Linked DNA regions of Gossypium hirsutum: region 1 is linked to region 2. A link is a contact called in public Hi-C data. All regions are on one chromosome and are shown on one strand. The core of a region is the stretch at or near the end of the contact, and the rest is flanking DNA. Distances in the headings are between cores, read along the strand shown. Region 1 holds the start of LOC107943205 (protein TIC 56, chloroplastic). Region 2 holds the start of LOC107948950 (ammonium transporter 2).

Evidence for each region. Hi-C and Micro-C count contacts between places; a contact is called where the count stands out from the background.
Region 1: a contact with region 2 is called in a Hi-C map of leaf, with 4 times the contacts expected there. The contact joins the promoter of LOC107943205 here to the promoter of LOC107948950 in region 2. A contact is called at or near these places in 2 of 34 Hi-C or Micro-C datasets (leaf and petal).

What each region holds. Positions count from the first base shown.
Region 1 is chrA04:78,501,641-78,505,655 of Gossypium_hirsutum_v2.1, reverse strand. LOC107943205 (protein TIC 56, chloroplastic) reads right to left here and starts at 2,684. Exons shown (of 5, transcript XM_016876949.2): 1 at 1,798-2,684; 2 at 1,466-1,663. The coding sequence starts at 2,497.
Region 2 is chrA04:78,311,417-78,315,101 of Gossypium_hirsutum_v2.1, reverse strand. It overlaps LOC107948950 (ammonium transporter 2), which reads left to right and starts at 1,317. Exons shown (of 4, transcript XM_041111424.1): 1 at 1,317-2,147; 2 at 2,229-2,514; 3 at 2,676-2,779. The coding sequence starts at 1,503.

The DNA of each region.
Region 1 (4,015 bases), core at 1,435-3,934, 190 kb before region 2:
GTTAGTTTTATTCTGGGAAGCATGTTAGTAAATTGCTTATTATTATTTCTTGTGAGCTTACTAAGCATAAAGCTTACCCCCTCCTTTCTATTTCTTTTAGTGTTGTCAGGTTAGCTCAGAGTTGGAGACCGTCGGATGCAGCATCACACTATCAAGCCAACACCTTGACAGTATAAACACATATGCTAGATTTATCAAGTCAGTGGCATGTATAGGGACCTAATTTTATAATATGTGTTATTATTATTTGGCCAAATATATTAGTCTTTAAGGAGCTAATGATTCTGATTTATAAATCTAGCTATTTATGTTATGTTTGATATTGGTGATGTGAATATACTTGGTTGTCATGCATGATTGGTAATAAGTTGTTTAAGTTGTTTAATTGATGAATTAAGTTTAGTAACACTTCGTGCTTGACTCCGGTGATGATCTCGGGTACGGGGGCGTTAATTATAAATAAGTAAGTGACTATAACTCGTGTGGACAGTTTGATGTGAGCATTTATTAGTAAATTGTGAAATCATACTTACAAAAATACTATATACATTAAGGATGTGGAATAGAGAGGAGGAAAAGAAAAATAAATATATATGGAATACATGGAAACTATGGTATATAAAATATTGATATAATAAAATAAATGATGTGTTTATAAGAAAACAGAAAGAGAATGAAATGTATCATTACATGTATATATATATGACTAGTCTCAATGTAATGCTTGTTGGGTATGGAGTTGAATTGAAATGTTTCAGGCAAACATGTTATTTTGCGCATCTGAATTGTGGTATTTTATAAAGATATGATCTAGTTTTAAATATGAATACTTGATGATTAAGCTGAAGTTATTTGGTAAGATGATAATCTTGGTATAAATGCATAAGTGGTACTATAATAAACAATGTAAAATGAGTATGAGAGACACATGTATAATGATATACAAATGCTATGTTTGTGGTTTAATTGAGAATATTCAATCATTAAATAAATATCATGTTATATGCTTTTGATTTTGTATAAGTGTGTAAGAGATTAAGGTTGACCAAAGCTTGAAAAATAGCCTAGGTATATTCCACACAGGCAGAGACACGACTATGTGTCTCAACCGCGTATGGAACACGACTTTGGGATACGGGCATGTGGAGCCTTAAAGCATGAAATTTCCAAGATTTTCGTAAGTTCTCGGTTTAGTTCTGAACACTTTCTAAATTATGTTTTGGGTTTCGTAGACTCAAATAAGGGACTATGTGTAAGTAAATGAACGTTTTGAAATATGAATGAAATTTTATAGCGCGTATTTTAGTTTAATGTTTGTATGTTTGTCCGGTAACGCTTCGTACCTTATCCTGACCTCGGGTACGGGTAAGGGGTATTACATGATACCTACTGAAACTATGAAAGAGCATTCCCAGTGGAACCTTGGGCACCTAAGCGTAAGTAAAAAAGGAAAAAAAAAACAAACCTTCCCAAGTGGCTATTGCTGGTTCCAAGCCATAAACCATATGAATTGGTGCCCATTCATCCATGTCCTCTCCCCAAATAAAAGTGTGTTTATCAATAATCCCAGCACCCCAAGCTGTTTTGAGGGTTATTAACTCACAAGGACCTCGGGTGCGCCCCAGTCGATCTTTGTAGTACCAGCCTCCACTTCTCATGATAACTGTATCCACAAAATAACTCAAAAAATTCTAAAGCAATTTGTAGCAGAGCCAGGCAAATCAACAATGTACATTTCCACATAGAAACTAAACCACTAAAAACCACTCTCGGAACAAATACATGAACCGAACTTACAGTCATAGTAACGCTTCTCGAGCCGCTTATACCCAATAGCTTGAGCAACATCAATGGGTTTACCAGGTGGATAAGGTCTCTGGCGGAACCCCCAAAGCCCAAAAAAGAACTGTTTCGTGAAATCCCAAAACTTATCATCGCTCTCTTCTCTGGTCTTGATAGCTTTTCTAGGCATAGGCCTCCCATCCAACCCAATCACATGTGGAAGCGCTTGCCACAGTTTCTTATCTTCCTTCCTGAACGGCTCTTCATTTTCTTTAAGCTCCGTTCTATTGATCTCGTCAGCAATTTCCTCAGCTCTAGCCAAAAACTGAACCACGGGACTTGCCCTGAAATCACGCCACCATTTTTCATTCTCTTTAATTTCCTCTTCTGTTGGATTCTCTTTCTTCTCGAAAACGGGGTCCTCATCCAAAATCTTTTCGACCTCCGGAGTGTGCCTGTAATCAGGGAGGTTCTCGCATTCCCAAAAGAACTGGTCCAGCATCTGCTTGTACGGTCCGGGTGTATCGGAATCCGAGTCGGGTTTCTTGGGTTTTTTGTTGAAGGGGCTGGAGAAGTTTATAGAAGCGAAATTGGGAGAGGAAGAGAATGTTTTGGAGCGGAATGAGTGAGCGAGTGAGAGAAGGTTGATGGGTTGGATTGGGTTTTGAGGTTTCCTGAACCAACTTTCGAAGGGATTGAAGTTGATTGAAGCCATGGGGGGAGGTTTGCTTCAAAGGGTTTAGGGTTTTAGTGAGGTTAAGGGGAATGGAGTTTAGCTATTCGGCAATGGAGGAGAGCAACTGCTAACCGAGAAGATTTGGGATAGTATGTCCTTTCCAAATAACAAGAGTGAAAGGCCGAAGAGGTTTTACAAAAAAGCTTAGGCCTATTTGTTTTGAGCTATTGGATTCTCGTATGACCCAAAATATAATTGGTTACATAACCATTTTTGGGCTTTCCTTCCAATTATTTTTAGGTTATTGGATTCCACTTGTCCTTCAAACCAGCCGAGCTTGAGCTTAGATTTTTAAATTAGCTTAGATTTTTAAATTCTGATTCACTCGGCTTAAGCTTAACTTGTTTAAAAATAATATATAACGTGTCAATTTTTTTAAGACTTTTTGTAAAATAAAAAAATTTATATTGTTAATCTATTAAATATTTACTCATTCTATATTAATGTTAGTTATTTTATAATTTTTTTAAATAATAAAATAAATCATTTAGACAAATTTCACCATTCGAGCTTTTTTTTAAAAAATAGGATCTAAATCCTACCAAACTCATAAATAGTTACTCTCTCATGTATATTTTTAATAAGGAATGCTAGCAATTTAATTTCAATACAACTAATGATGGCATTAGCATATAATTTATTATAAAATTATGGCTTTATTTATAATTTAATCGTTACATTATATTCATTTTTTTACTTTGGTATTTAAATTTTTATTGTTCTATGTACTTTACAATAACAACATTTTAAAAAAAGTTGATCAATAAAAAATGTGCCACATCATTGATGACATGGCAAGTTGACAAGTGACATGGTGTATTGACCGATGACATGACAAAGTGACTAGTGATGTAGCGCATTAATTAGGCTTTGACTTGCATTGACCAATTGTTGATCAGTCAAAAAATTATTTAAAAAAATTACAAAAATTATAAATAAATTATAAAAATTAGTAAAAAAATTTAAAAATTTGTTTTGAATATATAAAATATATAAAAATATTAAAAATTTCTAAAATGTAAAAAAAAATTGTTAAACTTTTAAAAAAAATTACAATTTTTATAATTTTTTTATAAATTCTTAATATTTTTAACCATTATAAAAACTATAATTTTTTAAAATGTAAAAAATGTGAAAATCATTAAAAAATTAAAGATTGCAAAGATTATTTAAAAATTGTGAAAGTCATAAGAAATTTAAAAATTACAATAATTTTTACAATTCTTCTTGAAATTCTATTCTAATATTTGAATTCAAAGTTTAGGCTATTTACCAAAACTTCACAAGCATTTTATTGAAAAAATTTCCACTACAAAGGGAGGTGGAGGCCTAATTAACATTATAATGCATGAAATCTATCACTGCGAACCCATTCGCATAGGGATCAATCATTAATCTCTTTATTTGAATAATATTGTACTCTCTATCTTAATAATTAATTTTACAATTTTTTTAAAGAAATTAATAATTTTTAATAATTTTTAATAATTTTTAAAG
Region 2 (3,685 bases), core at 68-2,567:
TAATGACTAATGGTGTTGTATGCCCATTTAAATATTATTTATTTAAGATAAACTACACCCAATATTTTTGAACTATACGTAAGTTTACACTTTGGTTACTCAATTTCAAAAAGTTACAAAATAGTCATTAAACTATTTAAAATTTTACAATTTCATCACTCAACTTTAAAAACTTACAAAACGATTATTGAACTATTAAAAAATTTTCATTAAAGTTAAATATTAATGTAGTGGTTAAATCATTATTTTTCATATATAACATATATTAGCCTCGTAATTTCCACGTGGCTTTAAGAAAATGTTTTGAGTGTTTTTTATTTTTTATCTTTTAATGAATCAAACCTAACCTATTTTCTCTAAGAACACTAAATTGAAATTAAGGAGGTTCCTAAATATAATTTAAAGTTAGAAGATAAAACAATCACTCAAAACGTTTTTCTAAAAGCAGCATGGAAACTACCGTAACTAATATATATGATAAACGGTGATTTAACAATCACATCAACCATCTGTTAATAATTTTAATAAAAATTTTAAAATAATTTAATTAATATTTTGTAACTTTTTAAAATTAATTTCTTTCCTTTTTCTTAGAAAACACCCTAAAGATACAACGGTGAAGCTTCCATCAATCCACCTTATTTATTAATATCACTAAATTTTCAAATTGAAAAGCTAAAATATCCACCAAATCCACCTATGATTATAGTAGTATATTTTAAAGTTTAAAAAGATAAAAATTATTGATTAAATTTTAGTTCGATTGTCAATATAAAAAAAACATAAATTTAATTATAATAAAAACATATTTATTATTTTATTTAAAAGTTAAGAGGGTCTATAGACATATGTATTATATAAAAGGAAAAAAAGAACCCATAAATTATGTACATAAAAAAATGTTGTTGCAAAATCTACCTATGAAACTGTCATATTTTTCCATATTTTATTTATAATATCACATGGCAAATGCGTTGACTGATCAAGCCTAGCAAGTTCGCTAGGGCCAACACATGTGGGTCTAAAGGCAGAGACCTTTCTCCTAAATCAATCTTTTCCATTTGCACAAAGTCTAACTTCATCCAGAATATATACCAAACTTTCACACAACTTACCAAAACAACCTAGAAGTATTTATTGAAAAGGATATACACAATGACATCTAGTCTCTTATTTTTAACTTTGTGGGTTACATTAATTTTAAATTTTGATAATTTTTGCTTAGATTTTGATTTTTTTTTTAAGAAAAATGATATAGCACTATAGGATAATGTAGCATAATATCAAATCACCATTCACACGTCAAAATGAAAAAAGGTTGACTAAAGTTTATTTTATCCTTAGTAAAATAAGGAAAAAGAAGGTTCCTTACAACGCATCTCACTTTTTTCTACCCAACCTAACATATAAAGAAGACTTAAGAGCGGTTACAAATAGAAAAGATATTGCCAAGGTGTGTATGCGTCCGAGTCAACCCGGCGCAGCACAAGCTACGTTTAGCCATGGATGCCAATCAGATAGCCTACACGGTAAATGAGAGAGCCCCAGCAGTGCCCCAATGGCTAAACAAAGGAGACAATGCATGGCAAATGACAGCTTCCACTCTGGTGGGGATTCAGAGCATGCCTGGACTTGTAATCCTCTATGCTAGCATCGTCAAGAAGAAATGGGCCGTCAACTCTGCCTTCATGGCTCTTTACGCCTTCGCTGCTGTCCTTATTTGCTGGGTCCTTGTATGCTACCGCATGGCCTTCGGTGATGAACTTCTCCCTTTCTGGGGCAAGGGTGCACCCGCTCTAGGCCAAAAGTACCTCGTTATCCGAGCCAGGGTCCCTGAGAGTAGGCACAGGGTCACCACCGACCGCTATGAGACCACGGTGCCCTTTTTTCCCATGGCTTCTCTTGTATATTTCCAATTCACTTTCGCTGCTATTACCCTTATCTTGCTAGCTGGTTCAGTCCTCGGCCGCATGAATATTAAGGCCTGGATGGCTTTTGTGCCTCTATGGCTTATATTTTCATACACTGTTGGAGCTTTTAGTCTCTGGGGTGGAGGCTTTCTTTATCACTGGGGTGTCATCGATTACTCCGGTGGATATGTTATTCACCTCTCTTCTGGGATCGCCGGTCTCACAGCCGCATACTGGGTAACATAAATCAAACTATTCGTTCGTATCATCAAATTTCGTGTATAAAATTCTTACAATTTGGTAACATAAATCAAACAGGTTGGACCAAGGCTAAAGAGCGACAGAGAGAGGTTTCCCCCAAACAATGTTTTACTGATGCTTGCAGGTGCAGGGTTGCTGTGGATGGGATGGTCAGGGTTCAATGGAGGAGCCCCATATGCTGCAAATATTGACTCTTCGATAGCGGTACTCAACACAAACGTTTGTGCAGCAACCAGTCTCCTTGTGTGGACATCTCTCGATGTTGTGTTCTTTGGGAAGCCTTCCGTTATCGGAGCTGTTCAGGGAATGATGACGGGACTAGTTTGCATCACTCCAGGAGCAGGTTCGATCGTAATTCTCTATAGTACCAGGAATTTGAGAAAAAAAAGTTTAATTTGTTTCCAGTCCCTATACTTTTTGAACTTTTGAATTTTTCTCTCTCTACTTTAATTTCAAGAATTTAGTCCTTTGTACACATTCAAAGTGTTTGTTAATTTGTTGCAGGCTTGGTGCAACCTTGGGCTGCAATAGTAATGGGATTGCTTTCGGGCAGTATACCATGGGTGTCTATGATGATCCTTCACAAAAAATGCAGTTGGCTACAACAGGTAGGTGACCTAATTAAGCTACAAACTCCCTTTCTAAATTTTTTTTGTTTCATTTGCTTTTGGTTTAAGTGTGTGTGTCTCCCATTCTAAGGCTTGACTTCTGTTGCCTTTGTTTGAATATTCTCATCACTTTTCCACATTTAATCAGATATTAATTTGAAACCACCCCTACTAGTTAGAAGGTCTAGAAATTTATGATTCGGTAGGTTCTTTATTTAAAGAGCAGCTATGTGGGATATGACTGGAGTCATTGAATTTAAGACCCCCTCCCCCACCCCCACGGTTCACAGTTGCGGCCAAGGCCCCTCCAAATTATCATAACCCAATTGAGTTCATATCATTGATTACCTCCACTTTGTGAAATGATTTGACGGCTTTTTTATCGTATGTACGGATTAAAATTAAGTTTTTAAATAAACCAATTTACTTTGTACAGCTAAAAAGATGGTTCCATGAATAATCCCTCTAAGCTGATATTGTAAGAACATTCAACACTTGTTACTTGTCTTGCATTTTTCCCATTGCTTTAAAGTCGTCGTTTATGAATTAGGGAAAAAGAAAAGGCCATCGTTTATACGAAAGAAAATGATCAGGTTTGCCCCACTTTTGAAAATTTAACAGCAAAGTAGCTTTCACTGGGGAATTTATGACTTTTTGAGCACTTTATAATTATGTCTCTAAGCTACATTCTTTAATAGCCAAAGCTCATCAATGTTGACTATTATATACGGACTATATAATGAAAACCCACTCTTAATTATAAAAATCCCATTGGGTTTTCTGTGAAGTACTGTTATCTTGACCTTTATATGTCTACTTCTTAATTTCCTTATTTAAAGAACAAGTTGGTTTTATTGCAAGTCAGAAACTAGAGGTTGCCAAATGCCGATATTATATTTTCCCATA